2 separate regions of the Triticum aestivum genome follow, and region 2 is linked to region 1. The links are chromatin contacts, called in public Hi-C maps. All regions are on one chromosome and are shown on one strand. The core of a region is the stretch at or near the end of the contact, and the rest is flanking DNA. Distances in the headings are between cores, read along the strand shown. Region 1 holds the start of LOC123070335 (brassinosteroid LRR receptor kinase BRI1). Region 2 has its middle 310 kb from the start of LOC123070335.

Region 1 (3,680 bases), core at 612-3,111:
TCCCCATGTACATCCTTGTGAAGTTGCACAGCTTCTTGCTCGGCATCCGACCAAGGTCCTCAGATCGGATGCTTGAGAACTCCAGCAAGCTCCCCTTGCCACGACACTGGCTGCTCAGCTCGTCGTTGCGAAGATACACATAGGGCCGCCCAATAATGAGGCCAACAGTCATCTTCCCCGACTGCTCTGCCAGTTGCGGTGGAATTGATCCATTAAGTTGGTTGCTGTTGAGGTCCAGCCACACCAAGCTCTTGCAGTCACCAAGCTCTGCGGGTATCTGTCCGGTGAAGGAATTGTTGCTCAGCTTCAAGATTGCCAAGTTGCTGAGCTTCCCGAGCCACGGGGGGATCGGCCCGGACAGCCGGTTGCTCGCCAAGGATATCCAGTTGAGCTGCTTGCACTTGGCCAGCTCCGGCGGGATACTGCCGGTGAGCCCGTTGTAGTCCAGGATGAGATGCTCCAGGCCGGGAATGCTCGACAGAGACGCGGGTATCTCGCCCTCCAGTAAGTTCTGCCACATGATAAGGTCCTGGAGGCGGCCAAGCTCGCCGAGGGACTCCGGGATGGAGCCGTTGATGTAGTTGAGACTGAGGTCGAGGGAGACAAGGTCGGTGCAGTTGGAGACGGCCTCCGGGATGCTGCCGGAGAGATAGTTGTTCTGAAGGTAGAGCACGCGGAGCCTGGAGTTGGGATCTTGGCAGAGGGTCGAGGGGATGGTGCCGGAGAAGTTGTTGGAGCTGAGGTCGAGCACCTCGAGGTCCGGCAGCGCAGCGACGGAATCAGGGATGGAGCCACTGAAGTGGTTGAAAGAGAGGGACAGCGACTGGAGCTGCTGTAGGCCGGTGAAAGCGTCGGCGGGGACGTCGCCAGAGAAGTTGTTGTTGGAGAGGTTGAGGGCGGTGAGCGACGTGAGGCCGGCGATGTTGGGCGGGAAGGCGCCGGCGAGATGGTTGCTGGAGAGGTTGAGCGCCCTGAGACTGCGGCAGCCGGAGAGCGCCCCGGCGGCGACATCGCCGGCGATGAGGTTGCCGGACAGGTCAAGGTACTGCAGCCCGGAGCAGTTGGTGAAGTCCGAGAGGCCGCCGGAGATCTTGTTCCAGGCGAGGTCCAGCCACCGGACAGAGCCGAGGCCGGCACCCACCATCCAGCGGAGGTCGGCATCTCCGGTGATCTTGTTGCTGGACAGGTCGAGAGCGTCCAGGGCCGCGAACCCCTGCCCGCCACCGCCACCGCCAGCGGACTTGGCGGCACCAACCGCATCGCCGGAGAGATTCAACGTCTTGAGCCCGCCGCAGGAGGCGGCGAGCGCGGCCACGTCGGCGACGGAGCCGCGCAGCGCGGCATTTCCGGAGAGGTCGAGCTCCTGCAGCTTGCTGCCGCACCTGGCGCCGGCCGCGGCGGAGAGCGCGCCGCTGACGTTGGCGCCGCGGAGGCTGAGCCTCTCGACGGCGCTGAGCTGCAGCAGGGTGGTCGCGACGGCGCGGAAGTCGGCATTGAGCGCGACGGCGGCGAGCGAGAGCGACGTGAGGCGCCCGCCCCTGCACACCGCGCCGGGGAACCTGCAGGCGCCGTCGCGCGCGGCCCAGCCGTCGAGCGCGTCCCGGCTGGGCAGCGCCGCCCTGAAGTCGTCGAGCAGCTGCGCGTCGTCGGCGGCCGCGAGCGCCGCCAGGAAGAGGAGCGCGGCCGCTATCGCCAGCCGCAGGGAATCCATGGAGGAGCGCGCTCTACCTTGAGACCATAAGAGAAGCGGTCTGCAGAAGTGGGAGCAGAGAGAGAGAGAGGAGGAGAGAGGAGGGAGAGAGTGGGAAGTGAGGGGGAGGTCCAACTCGAGATGGTGGTGGTGGGGGGAGAGAAAGAAAGAAAGAGGGGAGAAGAAGCGAGAGAGAGAGAGGAGAGAGGAGGCGGGGGGCAGATTAAACAGCTGTAGGTAAGAGGGGGCAGTGGTGGTGGGGTCACATGGCATGTGCCCCCGTCCGCCAACGAACAAATCGTGGTAGTAGTAATCCGCGGTGCGATTTGATTAAGCTAACCAAAGCTAAGCACGGTGCTTATCCGCTAGTTACGGCGACGCTAACCAACCAGGAGCCCGATCCCATCGCCGGGGCGGGGCGGGGCGGGGACAGGCGCTGCTCTGCTCGAGGCGCGCTCACGTGCCGCCGGGCCTTGCGAGGCGAGGCCGGAGGAAATGACTGCTTTGGGTCTCATCATCATCATCGTGGGGAAGGAGGAGCGAGGTCGCGGTCCGAGCCGGGCGTGCGGAGGAGGAATCCGGGACGCGTGGGCTGCGTTGCTTCGCGAAGGGTTTTTGTCTTTAATTCCGAGGTGGGCTGGTAGATCCGATCCGGGCGGCCGGCCGGAGCGTGCGTGCGTGCCACCTTTTTCCAGGCTCCCCACAATGCCCCCCCCCCCCCCCCCCCCCCCACCTCTCTCTCTCTCTCGTCCCCGGCGTGTCAGACCGCCCGCTAACCTACGCGACGCGATGAAGTCATCACGCACGGCCACACAAGCTGGCCGGAGATTTGCTTTTCTCTCCGGTACGGATACGGTTCGGCGCCGTGGTTTAGTTTCTTCCAGCCTTCGCTACCCGTACGTACGCGCTGGTTCGGCAAGCGCATGCAAATTCCCGCAAAAAACCAAAACCAAGCGCATGCAATTACCCACGTCCAGAATTGTCTTTACTCGTAAACTTGCAAATCCTGCAAGTCTTATATCCATGCTCTATGTGCTTGAGCCGTTATTTTGGCACACTTGGACATATGATGATCCAGACCAACCGTTTTAGGCGTCTTTCGTTCATACTCCCTCTGTTTTTATTTAGTACGTACTCCCTCTGTAAACTAATATAAGAGCGTTTAGATCACTACTTTAGTATTCTAAACGCTTTTATATTAGTTTAAGGAGGGAGTACTTCGCATATTGCCTTTGTCTCAAGTCAAACTTTATAAATTTTGATCAAGTTTATAGTACAAAGAAAGTGTTAACATCCAAAATATCATTAGAATCATCATTAAATGTATTTGCATACCATAGATACTTGTTATTGTGAAAATTTAGATCTTTTTGATAAACTTGATCTATAAAGTCTAACCTAGGTCAAAGCTAATATTTGTGGTAAATAAAAACGGATGGAGTGGGTTGGGAATGAATAAAAAAACGAAAACACTAACGCCCGCACGTGTGGCAACATTGCAACTCGCCCACACGCCTGAATCACCGTCCAATTAAGTTTGCATGAATCTTGACACACCGAGGCCATTTCCGCGTGCCACGTAGGACAAGGCCGGTGCGTGGGCGTTGGAGGTCGCCCATACGCCTACAGCACGCGTTTGCCAGTTGCGCTGTGTGGGCGAACTAGTTTCTGCCCTGACAGCCACCACCTAGTCCACGCGCGTGTGGCCGAACTGCTTTTCGCCCACACGACAGTCGTGCGTTGTTGGATGGCAACTGCAGTTGCGCGTACATGCCAACTAGATAAACACACATGGCAACTATGATTCCTTTGCCAGACGACAACTGTAGTTGCGCGTACGTGGCAATCAGGTAAACATACATGGCAATTGTGCTTAACCACACATGGCAACTAGATAAACACACATGATAACTATTGTTTGACCATATATGGCAAGTAATTAATCACACACGATAACTATGATTTGATTACAAGCGGCAACTACCATAAA
Region 2 (3,680 bases), core at 866-3,365, 310 kb before region 1:
TGATGCAAAAAAATCCTATTTAAATGGACCTAATTAATTGCACATTTAATTAACTGTCTAGCTAATTAACTGCATCAATGGTTTGATTTTGAATTTGATTTAGTGCTTGATTTTTAAAATATTTTCGCATGAATGGCTGCTACAAACGCCATGATGACCACTGAGTAATGTTGAACACATTCATTAACGAATTTCTTGACATTCAAATGGACATATTTGATTTGAGAATGTAGCTTGTCCGGCTCTACAAGAAATATAATATGACCGAGTCCATGTGGCGGTCTGATGACCCGCCTCCCCCCATGGCCGTCCTCGACCCCGTGATCCACGCCCTGGCATTCTCAAGCACCGTGCTAGCGTTAGGCCCAGCCACGACATCTTCCATTGTGTCCTGCATGACGTCCCTTCGCAGGGCCGCGCGGATGCGTGCGACCATATGAAACTTGGGATTCTCAATTAAGAGTAGAGATGATGGTAATAATAAATGACATAGCCCGCGGGATTAGTGATTTCTTATGAAGAAACATCTCATTTTATTATGGAAGGTGATCGAAAAAATCTTATGTCTGCCTTTTAGGAAGGTGATCTCACATATATGGTGCAATTTCTGAATTCTTAATTACTTATTGTTTACGTAATTGAATTCTTAATTACTTATTGTTTACGTAATTGAATTGAATCAACACCTACCAAAGGAAGCATGCAACAAGATCCCCCTAATGGGACTTGGTTTTTTAATGGGAGGGACAAAAACCAGTGGGAGGAGGTGGGACGAAAATAAACCGTACCAGGCTACCCACTGCTCCATTAGGAGTAGAGATTAGGAGTAGAGATTTGCTTGCATGCAGTCATAACAACAAAGAGCTACTTCATTCCCATTAAGTCCTTGCATGCATGCGGTGTACTAATGATCCCTGTTGACGAAAAGAAAATTTGGATTGCAAAGCAATCATTAAATTTTACATTGATACTTGTAATCTGAGTTTGTGACCTTGTATAAGGGACTGGAGGGGGGCGTGAAGTTTCTACACCCAGGAGCAAATGCTCCTGATGTGAACAGTAATATAAAGAAAATTCAAAAATATTTCAAAAAATTCAAAAAAAATTGTGGCATACTTCAACAAATGTTAGTTATGCATGCAAAATTTCATCACAAAATCACATTGGTGGAAGGCGTGGTAAAAAAACAAAACCAATGCTTTGAAAATGTTACTTATAAAAGCATTTTGGAGCTTTGATTTTTGTTTTTTTGTCACAACTTGCACCAATATGATTTCATGATGAAATATTGCATGCACGACAAGCATTTGCGAAAGTATGTCCCAAAAAAATTTCAGTTTTTTATTTATGATTGTGCAGTTCACACCAGGAGCATTTGCTCCTGGGTGTAGAAAGTTACTTTGGACTGGAGGGAGTATATTGCATCTTAACAATTACACTATACTATGCCCTACGCAGGCGTGATAATGCATGTTAATTAAGGGGAATGAAGTTGTTGTTTTTAAGAAAAAGAAAAGGAGGAGGTAAATGAAGTGGCCTTTTGCTGCGTTTGGGAGTACAACTAGGCTCGTTGTCTAGTCGCATCTGAATCTGATAGATGAAGGTTGGACAGAGGCGACCCCGCACTCTCACTCACCATGTCAGCTTGGCAGAGCACCACCTGAAGCCAAGAATTTATGCTGCTGCCGCCGCTGCTGCGTGTACGTCGTCCACTTCCCGTAGCGTCTACTCTAGCACGAGACATGACCCCGTCGCTAAAGAATCTACGATTCTCTGTACATTTTCCGTAAGAAAAATTCTGAGCAAAATTGAGAACCAGTAATAACCCGTGAAAAGTCAGCTGCACAACATACCTGCAGCACTGCGTGCATGCATGACGCCGGAGACCCCGCCGGGATCCCGGTTTCACCGATATCACGGGGGCAGCAGACAGAAGCAAGGCAAGCCCCACTTGGACGGAACGGGGGTGCGCACGGGGCGCGGCATTAAACCCCCGTTGGCCTGTAGCGCCCCCCAAATCCCGTTCCCCGCACGGGCGAGCTAGCCAGCTGATCTGATGGCGACCACCACCCCCTCTCAAGTGAACAAGCGGCCAAAGGCGCACACAGCTCTCACGTCAGTCAAGCGGCAGTGGCGGCACGAACGCAACAGCCACGTACTACGTGCGCGGTATAGCGCACGTTGGGCGTGGCAAGTCCCGCGCGGCACGGCGAGGATCCGGTGCTCGGCATGGCAACCGGCCAGCGGTCAAATCCGGCCATGTGGGCGGTGTGGGGTTGCGGTGACCGCACGTCTTACGCGCACGGTTGGGTCTGATCTCTGATGGCAACGTCCCACCCTTCTCCTGTTGACGTGGATCTCTTGTTTGTTTGAGGCCCGGTTGTTGCTTGGGGCTGATGATCGTTCCATAACCCGGGCTTTGCTTGCATTTGCATATGGGGACGCGACCACTTGTGATGGATGGGCGGAGCCAGGATTTAACCATGAGGGGTCGAACAAAGCTATGGTCATTTTCAAGAACACATATGATATTTGCGTGTCTATGATTTAAAGTAAAAATCATAGTAATTTTACAAAGAGGCGTCTCACAACACAGGCACGAAACATCTATCATTCTCTTCGTTTCATGTTAGGCATAACCCGCTTTAGACTACTGTTTCAGACCATACTATAGTTAGATACTTCTTTTGTATCAAAACATCAGACTTTGTGGACACTAGAGCGTCTTATATGTTGGTACGGATGGGGTATTTCTCTATCTCTTTATACTACCTAAAATAAACGGAGGGTTCCATTTCCCCTCTTACGTTTCGTCGAACCTAGCGTTTCGTTCGCTCGTCGTCCAGTCGTAGCACTCTCCTCCGCTTCGCCAAGCACATGGGCCGAAGCCCAGCCCCCGTGAGCCAGCCTACAACAACACAAGCAGACGGTCTGGTGCGGTGGCGTTAGGGTTAGCGCCGTCGCCCAGCCCCATGCCCCCATCCTCAGTCCCGTCCTTCTGCTCCTTGGCCGCCGCTCGACCTCCACAGCCGCACCTCGCCATAGATTCATCAAAATAAGCAAACAACACACACAAAACAGAATCTGTCAAAAACAGAACAGTCTGTAGCAATCTGTAACTAACGCAAACTTCTGGAACTCTAAAAATTCTACCAAAATAGGAAGTCCTGGACAATTTTTCTATTGAACATCAGCAAAAAGAATCAACGCAAAATCACGTTCCTGTGATTTAAAAAAATTATATTCGTGCGTGCAAAGTTTCTGTTTTTCAGCAGAATCAAATCAACTATCATCGTAGGTTATCATATAGGTTCTACTTGGCACAAACACTAATTAAAATATAAAACCACATCTAAACAGAGGCTAGATGGATTATTTATTTCTAAACATAAGCAAAAACAAAAAACAAAAAATAAAATTGGGTTGCCTCCCAACAAGCGCTATCGTTTAACGCCCCTAGCTAGGCATAAAAGCAAGGATAGATCTAGGTTTTGCCATCTTTGGTAGGCAATCCATAAGTGGCTCTCATGATAGATTCATATGGTAATTTTATTTTCTTTCTAGGGAAGTGTTCCATGCCCTTCTTTAAGGGAAATTGGAATCTAATATTCCCTTCCTTCATATCAATAACTGCACCAATCGTTCTAAGGAAAGGTCTACCAAGAATAATGGGACATGAA

The links. Hi-C and Micro-C count contacts between places; a contact is called where the count stands out from the background.
Region 2: a Hi-C map of leaf shows a contact between it and region 1, with 4 times the contacts expected there. The contact joins the enhancer-like site here to the promoter of LOC123070335 in region 1. A contact is called at or near these places in 2 of 5 Hi-C or Micro-C datasets (both in leaf) and 1 of 1 datasets of contacts at active chromatin or transcription factors (leaf).

The regions. Positions count from the first base shown.
Region 1 is chr3B:456,898,401-456,902,080 of IWGSC CS RefSeq v2.1, reverse strand. LOC123070335 (brassinosteroid LRR receptor kinase BRI1) reads right to left here and starts at 1,861. Exons shown (of 1, transcript XM_044493483.1): 1 at 1-1,861. The coding sequence starts at 1,711.
Region 2 is chr3B:457,210,191-457,213,870 of IWGSC CS RefSeq v2.1, reverse strand. No RefSeq gene overlaps it. Among protein-coding and RNA genes, the nearest start is that of LOC123070335, 310 kb to the right of the region's middle. Within about 2 kb of position 2,115, at least 3 of the 8 cell types and tissues checked have an H3K27ac peak or open chromatin away from gene starts, as enhancers often do. A contact at or near this core is called in leaf, where this site is marked.